Linked DNA regions of Mus musculus: region 2 is linked to region 1. A link is a contact called in public Hi-C data. All regions are on one chromosome and are shown on one strand. Each heading gives the region's core, a stretch centred on a gene start, on an enhancer-like site or on the middle of the called end of the contact. The rest is flanking DNA. Distances are from core to core; before and after follow the strand shown. Region 1 holds the start of Endov (endonuclease V). Region 2 overlaps Cep131 (centrosomal protein 131).

Region 1 (3,913 bases), core at 523-3,022:
GGCAACAGTGGCCACACCACTGAAGAAAGTGACAATCTACCCCACAGTAAGCATTAAGTGCCAAAGTCCTTTAGGGAGCTGTGGGACAACTTTCAGGTCTCCCAAGCCTCACACAGGCCATTCCCACCTCCAGTTCAAAGTCCTCTTCCCATGTTTGTTTATGATTTTTCCCTCACAACAGCACAGTACAGTTCTACATACTCTCCCATTTTCTTGTTCTGGACTCAATGCCAGCATTTCCCAGAACTCAGAAGGAAGAGATCCCTAAGGAACTACTGGTCTAAGAAATAAAATATGAACCATCCGTTTCTAATACCAGAGAAGGTACCTTAGATACACTTAAGTTTACCAGATCATAAAAAAGCAAGAGGTCGCAAACCCCAGTCCTTCCTGCTGGTACCTGCTGGCCTTGGCTCTTTTGTCTTAAGGTAAAGACAAACAAAAGGCTACAATCTAGAGCTGGAGAGCTGGTTCAGCAATTGCCAAATATGTGCTGCTGTTTCAGAGGGCCCAAATTCAATGCCTAGCACCCATGTCAAGAGGACCACAGGCTCCTGTAACTTGAGCTCCAGGGGAATCTAACTCTTCTGGTCTCCGTGGGCACCTGCATTCGTTACCAGACTTACAAGAATGAAAATAAATCTCTAAGAAAAAAAAAAAACACTACAGTCTGCTGAGCTCATGTCATTGAGAGGGAGATACACATTAGGTAAGGCTCTGGGTACTAAACGGACAGGATGGGTATTTGGGGTAAGAGACCTATACTAGAAACAGAAAGACTGGTCCTCATTAAGTACTCACCCAGCAGGAAATGAATGAGGCAGACTAATGCAATCAAGAATATAAAAACTACAGTTCTGCACCAAATCGTTGAGCATAGCCAACTTTGCGTTTTGTTTTGGGTTGACACCCTGTAGTGCCTAATCTTGTTTGTGGACTTGGCTATATCTGGAATGAACTAAAACCTAAGAGTCCAGATACCTGCCCTCTATCTAGGACACACCTTCTGGTGGCAGCCTGTATAAAAAGACATGAAAGAAGGAAGCTTTTGTTTTTTGCCTGCTTATGGCAAGCTCTAAATCCCCTTTATGTATTTTCTATCGGTTCTCTTCCTCTAGAAGAACCCTAACTAACACACACACACACCCTGGTCTGGAGGATCCTTTGTTTTTGTTTTTTCGAAATGGGATTTCTCCGTGTAGTCCTGGTTGTCTTAGAACTCAATTACTGTAAACCAGGCTGGCCTCGTATTCAGGGATCCTCTTTACTCAAATGCTGGAATTAATGGAGTGCGCCCACGCCCAGGACCCTCGACTTCACTGGTTTTTGAGTTCTTATTCCGGACTAATTTCTCACAATCGGTACAACTGAAAAAATCTATGCTGCAAAGGTGTCTCAAGTTTGCACAGAGGTTTTCTGCTCCGCAAGCGCGTGCTCATACGCAATGTGTCGATGTGCGGACCCGAACCTGGCAGTAATTGGAACCGCGTTACCCCAGGGCTCAGGGCTCCGTGTGTGCGAGGGATGCAACTGCTGGCCAATCTTTTCAGAGCGGGGCCGAAGCTGCTGGAGGGCTGGAGGCGCCAGGTAAGGCGCAGAGCTGGGCTTGCATTTCCCAAACCTGTGCGCCAACCCACCTACGGGACGGGACGCCGGCATCTGAGAGAGTCGCGCGGGAAGAAGTCAGCGCTCGGCGCCCAGCACTGCTGTGACAGCGGCCCCTGGTGGCGGCAACCTCAGCTGAAGCGGAGGGACGCTAAACGAGCGAGGCTAACAGCTCGGCGCCGGCGCTCCGGAAGTGACGTCCTCAAAGCCTCGAGGCGCTAGCCATGGCTCACACGGCCGCTGAGCGGCCGCCAGAGGAAACCCTGTCGCTGTGGAAAGGGTAATGGGGTCGGGGTCGTGCATTAGCCAAGGGGGTGGCCTTCTCCAGTGACCTCCGACCTCACAGCCCCTGTGGCGGCTGGGAAACTGACCCTCGGTGCTGCGGCACAGGCCTGCTCCGGGCCGCCGGCTGCCGGAAGTTGCAGCCAGCCTTTGTGGGCGTGGTCCTCGTTTCCGGTACCGGGGATTCCCATCGCCGAGAGCTTTTCCTTCTCAGTGTGGCTTGATGGACAAAAAGGAGAGAGGGTGGGCTGGGAGGGGGGACGCCCCGAGCGTCGCGCTCTTCCCATGGGCCCTGAGCCCGTTTGATGTTCGTGTCCTATTAGGGAACAAGCCCGGCTGAAAGCGCGCGTGGTGGATCGGGACACGGAGGCCTGGCAGCGGGACCCCAGCTTCTCGGGCCTGCAGAAGGTCGGGGGCGTGGATGTGTCCTTCGTGAAAGGGGACAGTGTCCGGGCCTGCGCTTCCCTGGTAGTGCTGAGCTACCCCGAGCTCAAGGTAACCCGGGTGGGATGTTGCGCCCGGTGCAGTTCGATCGTAGGCAGAGAGCCAGGGTCCAGTTTTATAAAATTTACTTTTTTTTTTTAATACTTGCACCCCGTAGTGTATATATATATATTTGATGCTAGGAAGCCGACTCAGGCCCTCGAATGTGTTAGGCAAGGGACTGATACACTTCCACCCCGTTTGTAGAGTGTAATGAATAGATTGGAATGCCTTTGAAGAAAAGTTTTCAAAAGCAAAAAGCAGAGGAAATATGGGCACCAGGATGCTTGTGATGTACATAAACTCCCACGGGTCTACATATATGTACACAAATGGTGAATTAAAAGTAGTTTTTAAAGGATCGACAGACAATTCCAGGTCTGGTTGTTGTGTTTCTGATCAGATGGAAGGGACTCGGAAGCCCAGGGACCTTAAAATTCTGAGGGGAAAGGTGTCCCAATGGAAAGGCATCGTGAGACACAAGGACCCGGGAACCACACAGCTCTGAGAGGAAGCCTCAGCCCCGCTCTCTCCACTTCTCTTCTCTTCTCTTCTCTTCCTTGCTTCTTTTCTGACAGGAGAGTTACACCAAGCAGGAAATTTTATGAAAGAGATTTATTGGAGGGAAGACTCCAGGAGGAGGAGGAGGGACTAATCTAGGAATGGCTGCCCTCTGCTCTCGGGGGGGGGGGGGGGGGGGGGGGGGCAGACAGCAGGAAACTGGACAAAGGGGCAGTGCTTTTATAGGATTTCTGAGGGGACAGAGCTTCTCAGGGCAGAGATTTCCAGAATGAGGATTTGTGGGATCTCAAGTCCTGAGCTTGGGGTGGGCTCAGGGATCATTGGATTTTTCACCTCCTTTCCCTGTATTAGGGCCATGACTTAGAGTAGGAAGTCCTTCCTGGTGGCAGCCAGCTTTTGCTGAGGTGCCATCTCTGAGGCTGCTGGGGAGGCTGGAGAGAGGTGCTGCCTCTGTGAACAACTCCGGTAGTGGTGCTTCATCAAGGCTGTAGGCTGGGGCATTGAAAGAAGGTCTCACCACTGTGGACAGCTCCTCAGGACAGAAGTAGGCTGAGGCAGGAAAGGTGCTGCCACCATGGACAGCTCCTGTGATGGCCTTGGGCTGAGGAGATGTCATAGTGCCTCTATTTTGATAGGCGCTGCCATTTTGGACATTTTACTGCTGCCGCTGTAGCCTGGGTCGGGAAGGAAGGGCCTTCCGCAGCCTTGATGGCTTTTGTGGCGCACTTCTCAGGAACTGCAGTTGTCATCCTGGTTGCTCACCTCAGTGGCACACAGTACACACCACACTTTTCACAAGCAGAACATCTCTGCCTCCCCAAACCTCCTGCTTTCCATCTTGTCTCACAGTAGCGCCATGTTTAAAGTTATTTTTAATTTTTTGAGCTAAAGTAAAAAAAAATATATTTTTCAGCCAGATGTGGTTGCACACACCTTTAATTCCAGCAATCGGCAGGCAGAGGCAGGTCCACAAAGTGATTTCCAGGACAGACAGGGCGACACAGAGAAACCCTGTCTTGAA
Region 2 (3,913 bases), core at 788-3,287, 580 kb after region 1:
GCCAGAATGGTTTATAGCTTTGCCTGAGCTATTCTCTCTTCCCCAGATTTAAGTGACAGCCTCAGATATTCAGATATTCACATTCACCTCATGTATTACAAGCTCACTTACAGGAAGAGCGTCTGTAACCCGTAAGCCTTGCACGCTGTCCACTCTAACAACGGAGGATCTTACACACACCCACCGTGCAGAAAGCCCGACCCTCCCAGAGTCAGCCAGACTCCTCCCACTCCCCCCTGCAGGCCGCCTGGGCTCATCCATCAACTCCTGTGCTAAGAACAGGCAAGTTTCTTAACACGCACCAACTGTGCTTTACACTGAAATTCTCTGCCACGGGGATGCCTGAGAGGAAGGTCCCTAAGGGCAAGGGAGTTCCCTGGGCTGCTGTGGAGCGGTGACTCCATTCCTGCTGAAGCTGAAAGGACCAGCCGAGAACTTCTGTCTCTAACTCTGGCTGGGGGTGATGACCACTGGGGTCTCTTTAGACAGTCAGCCCACCCTCACATGGGGTCTGGGCTCCAGTCTAGGGTGACTTCAGAGAGAAGCATAGCCAGGTGGCTGAGTCAGAGTTAGTTAACCAGCATCTGCAGGCCAATCAGGAGGGAGCTGGAGGAGCCTGGTGCAGCTGCACTGAGCAGGTTCTGTCACCCAGGACACCTGCCACTGGAGTAGGCCAGGCTTGGACTCCTGAGTCCATGGCATGTCCTGTGTGAAGGGCCAGGTAGGCTGTGCATGCTGACCTGGGATGTGGCTGTCCACGCCTCAGCACCTGTCCCTGTTGAACACCTGGATGCAGTTCAAGAAGAAGGAACAGGACTACACACACGCTCACGCACACGCACACGCACACACACACACACACACACACACACACACATCTCCCAGCCCCCAACTCCCTCCAAAATAACAAACAAGGGAACAAAGGCAGGCCAGGCAGTAGTGGATGCTGAGGAGACAGAGACAGGCGGGTGTCTCTGTGAGTTCAAGGCTGGCCTGGTCTATAGTGTGAGTTCCAGGATAGCCAGGGCTGCCACTGCCCCAGGGACCTCATCACAGCCTGGCATCGGCCAAGGAGCTCACCAGTTCGTGCTGCTCCTGCATCTGGGCCACGCGCTCCCGACACCGCTGGTCCCCGTGCTTCAGCTCGGCCACCACTGCCTCACACTTCTCGCTCAGAACTTTCTTGTCTTCAATCAGCTGTGATAGGGGTAGGGTGAGGATCTGGTGTCCACCCTCCGGTCCCTCAGTGGGCCAGCACTGCGTCCCCGACTGTCACCTGGTCAATGAAGGACAAGTGCCGTTGGATGGTGGCCTCATACTGCTCCTTCTGCTGCCGCAGCTGCCGGGTCAGCTCCTTCTCTGTCTCCTTAACACGTCGAACAGTGAGGTCACGCTGTTGCGCCTGTGGGAGGAGGGGGGATAGACAGGAGATGGTGGTGTTGAATCCCTGCCGTGTGGGGCAGCAATGGCTCTGACCCCTGGGCAAGATGCTGGCAGGCCCCGTGCCAGCGTGGCCCTGGGGTGATGGCTCATGGTCAGGCCCCGTCCCAGCGTGGCCCTGGGATGACAGCTCATGGTCTCACCAGAGCTCTCTGCAGCAGAGCCATGGCCTGTTTCTTCTCCTCCAGCTCCAGCTTCAGCCGCATCACAGACGTGCTTCCCTCGGATCCTGAGCCCGCCTCTAGCACCAGGCTCTAAGGATATGGCAGTCCTCAGGCAGGCCACCCAGCAGTTACTGCCTACCTGATGCCCACCCTCCACAGGGAGTCACTACATGCCCCCTGTCCCACCCCGCTGCGAGGGGACAGCTATGTGGGACACCTGGGCAACAGGTCAGCCATGGAGACCGGGTTTATTAATCAGTGCAGAGGAGGCCTATACCTCGATGCTCAAACACAGACCACGAGGCCTGGTCTGCCCTCTCCTGACCTTCCTGCCCCATGAAAACAAGCCGTATCCCTGTTTTCATTGTGGTCACCGCTGTTCATTCAGGACACAGACCACAGACCACCCACGTGGACAGGATGACCTCTAGAGAGGATGCCAGGGCAGAACAAGGCGGCCCTGCTGGCTTTCACTTCTGTTTGGGGCTCAGGGAGGCTGCACTGGGGCCTTTCGAATGATCACTTCCCATTGTGGCGGCTGACTACCTCCCGCCAGGGTGCTGGCCGCTCCTGTCCTGACTTCTCCATCTCATCCAGGAAGGTCATAATGCTCTGAAGCTTGGCCTCCGAGAGCAGGGTCCCGTCATCAGGGGGGCCAGGGGCTGCGCTGAGTTTCCCAAACTTCTCCAGGTTGTCAGCTGTCAGGGAGTTGGCATCCTCTTCCTGCAGGGCCAGCATTGGGGGCTCAGAGGAGCCTGAGAACTTAGGGTCCCTCAGGGACAGGGGCAGTGTTTGTGTGTGTGTGTGTATGTGGGGCAGGCCTTGCTGTGGCCGTGGCCTCCCTAGGTGCTCAGACCTTTGAGAGTATTGCCACAGCAGGAGAGGTGTGTACCCTCCTGGGTCACTGTGTCCCAACCTCAAGGAGACCAGACAGGAGGGAGTCAACAGGCACAGCTGGACCTTGTTAGGTCTCAACTAAAGCAGGAACATGGTGGCCCATGCTCCCCTGACCTGCATGGAGGCCTCCCTGCAGGGGATGGTGTGAGTGCCCAGCGCCTGCTCACCTCGTCAGTCCAGGCATATCTGTCCTTATGGTAGGCCTTGGGGTGAGGCAGCGGCTCTGGCTCCTCCTCCAGCAGCTTCAGTGTGTCCAGAAGATCGTCCAGGGTTGCTCTGGCCCTGGCCTTGCCCCTGGAAGAGCCTGACACTGCCAGGTCTTGTCTGGCTTCCCCCTGGGAATGGATGTCCTGTAGTAGACAGGTCAGGAGGGAGAGAGGTCAGGCCAGAGGTAGCTAAGTCACCCCACGCACCCATGGTCCCCGTGGGCCAGTGCATCCACCACTTGGCACATGACTCAGGTGCTGTCCTCAAAGGAGAAAGGTTCCGGCCCAGTGTCACACTGAGCAGCCTGTGGCCTTGCTGTCCCCTAATGAATGTGAACTGGCAGGATTTCAGAGTGGATCTGAGACCTCCCCATAGCAAGATCAGCAGGCCTCTGTCTCACACCACAACAGCAGCCCTTTGGGCTCTTTCAGGAAACAAAGGACCCCAAAGCTGAGGAGAAGCTTAGGCCAGCCAGGCACGGACATGTCCAGACCTGTGGCTTGTCCTCTGGAGACTGCCATTGCTCTGGAGATGATTCAGAGGCAGGAGGGCAGGGGTCCGCGGGGCCTGTGGGGTAGATGCTGGCACCTGTAAAACAGAATGCACTGTCATTCCTCCAGGGCCTGACCTTGGAGAGAATCTGGGGAGGAGCCAGGTAGAAACCAAAGAGACACTAGGGGGCTCTGGTCTTCCGGGGTGCGATGCTGTGCGGGGAGCCAGTGCAACCCAAGTGCAGGAGCCACTGCTAGGATTGTTGAGGCCTGGCCACCCTAGAGTCTAGCACCACAAGTGACCCAGGCAGCACAAGTGGGAGCAGTGGGATCCCAGGTCTGCAGGTAAAAGTCCCCGTGCCTGGCCGTATGAGCCTCCAGTTTCACCTCACTGTAGGCCTCCCAGGGTCGGGTAGACAGACTCACTCACCAGCGTTGTTGGCCTTAGGGTGTGTGACGCAGCCTGGCTCCTGCATGGGTCGAGGCTGCTCCGGTGCTCGGGTCTCTGGTCTGTCCTTAGGCCGTCTGTGTTCGGCCTCACTTGCCTTCTGGGCTCGTTTCTGTTGTTCCTGACAGAGGAGCACCTCTGAGCAGCCCGCTAAAGCAGGGTGTCCCCTGACCCTCTTGCAGCCCAGCTCCCCTGAGGCTCAGTGTCTCCAAGCATCAGTGTCACACAGAATGGGCTATGGGCTGAGGGATGACACCTGGAGTACC

Evidence for each region. Hi-C and Micro-C count contacts between places; a contact is called where the count stands out from the background.
Region 2: a contact with region 1 is called in a Hi-C map of bone marrow-derived macrophages, with 16 read pairs. The contact joins the enhancer-like site here to the promoter of Endov in region 1. A contact is called at or near these places in 1 of 39 promoter capture datasets (neural stem cells), 3 of 484 Hi-C or Micro-C datasets (CD8 T cells, bone marrow-derived macrophages and olfactory sensory neurons), 8 of 115 datasets of contacts at active chromatin or transcription factors (astrocytes, embryonic forebrain, embryonic hindbrain and 5 more) and 2 of 9 other capture datasets (adipose tissue and macrophages).

Annotation. Positions count from the first base shown.
Region 1 is chr11:119,489,575-119,493,487 of GRCm38.p6, forward strand. Endov (endonuclease V) reads left to right here and starts at 1,773. Exons shown (of 9, transcript NM_001164636.1): 1 at 1,773-1,885; 2 at 2,211-2,382. The coding sequence starts at 1,830. A930037H05Rik (RIKEN cDNA A930037H05 gene) reads right to left here and starts at 1,661. Exons shown (of 4, transcript NR_153849.1): 1 at 1,469-1,661.
Region 2 is chr11:120,069,209-120,073,121 of GRCm38.p6, forward strand. Cep131 (centrosomal protein 131) reads right to left here. Exons shown (of 26, transcript NM_009734.3): 10 at 3,630-3,768; 11 at 3,202-3,296; 12 at 2,669-2,851; 13 at 2,151-2,327; 14 at 1,584-1,694; 15 at 1,277-1,402; 16 at 1,081-1,197. Among named protein-coding and RNA genes, the nearest start is that of Cep131, 16 kb to the right of the region's middle. Within about 2 kb of position 2,038, at least 24 of the 459 cell types and tissues checked have an H3K27ac peak or open chromatin away from gene starts, as enhancers often do. A contact at or near this core is called in bone marrow-derived macrophages, where this site is marked.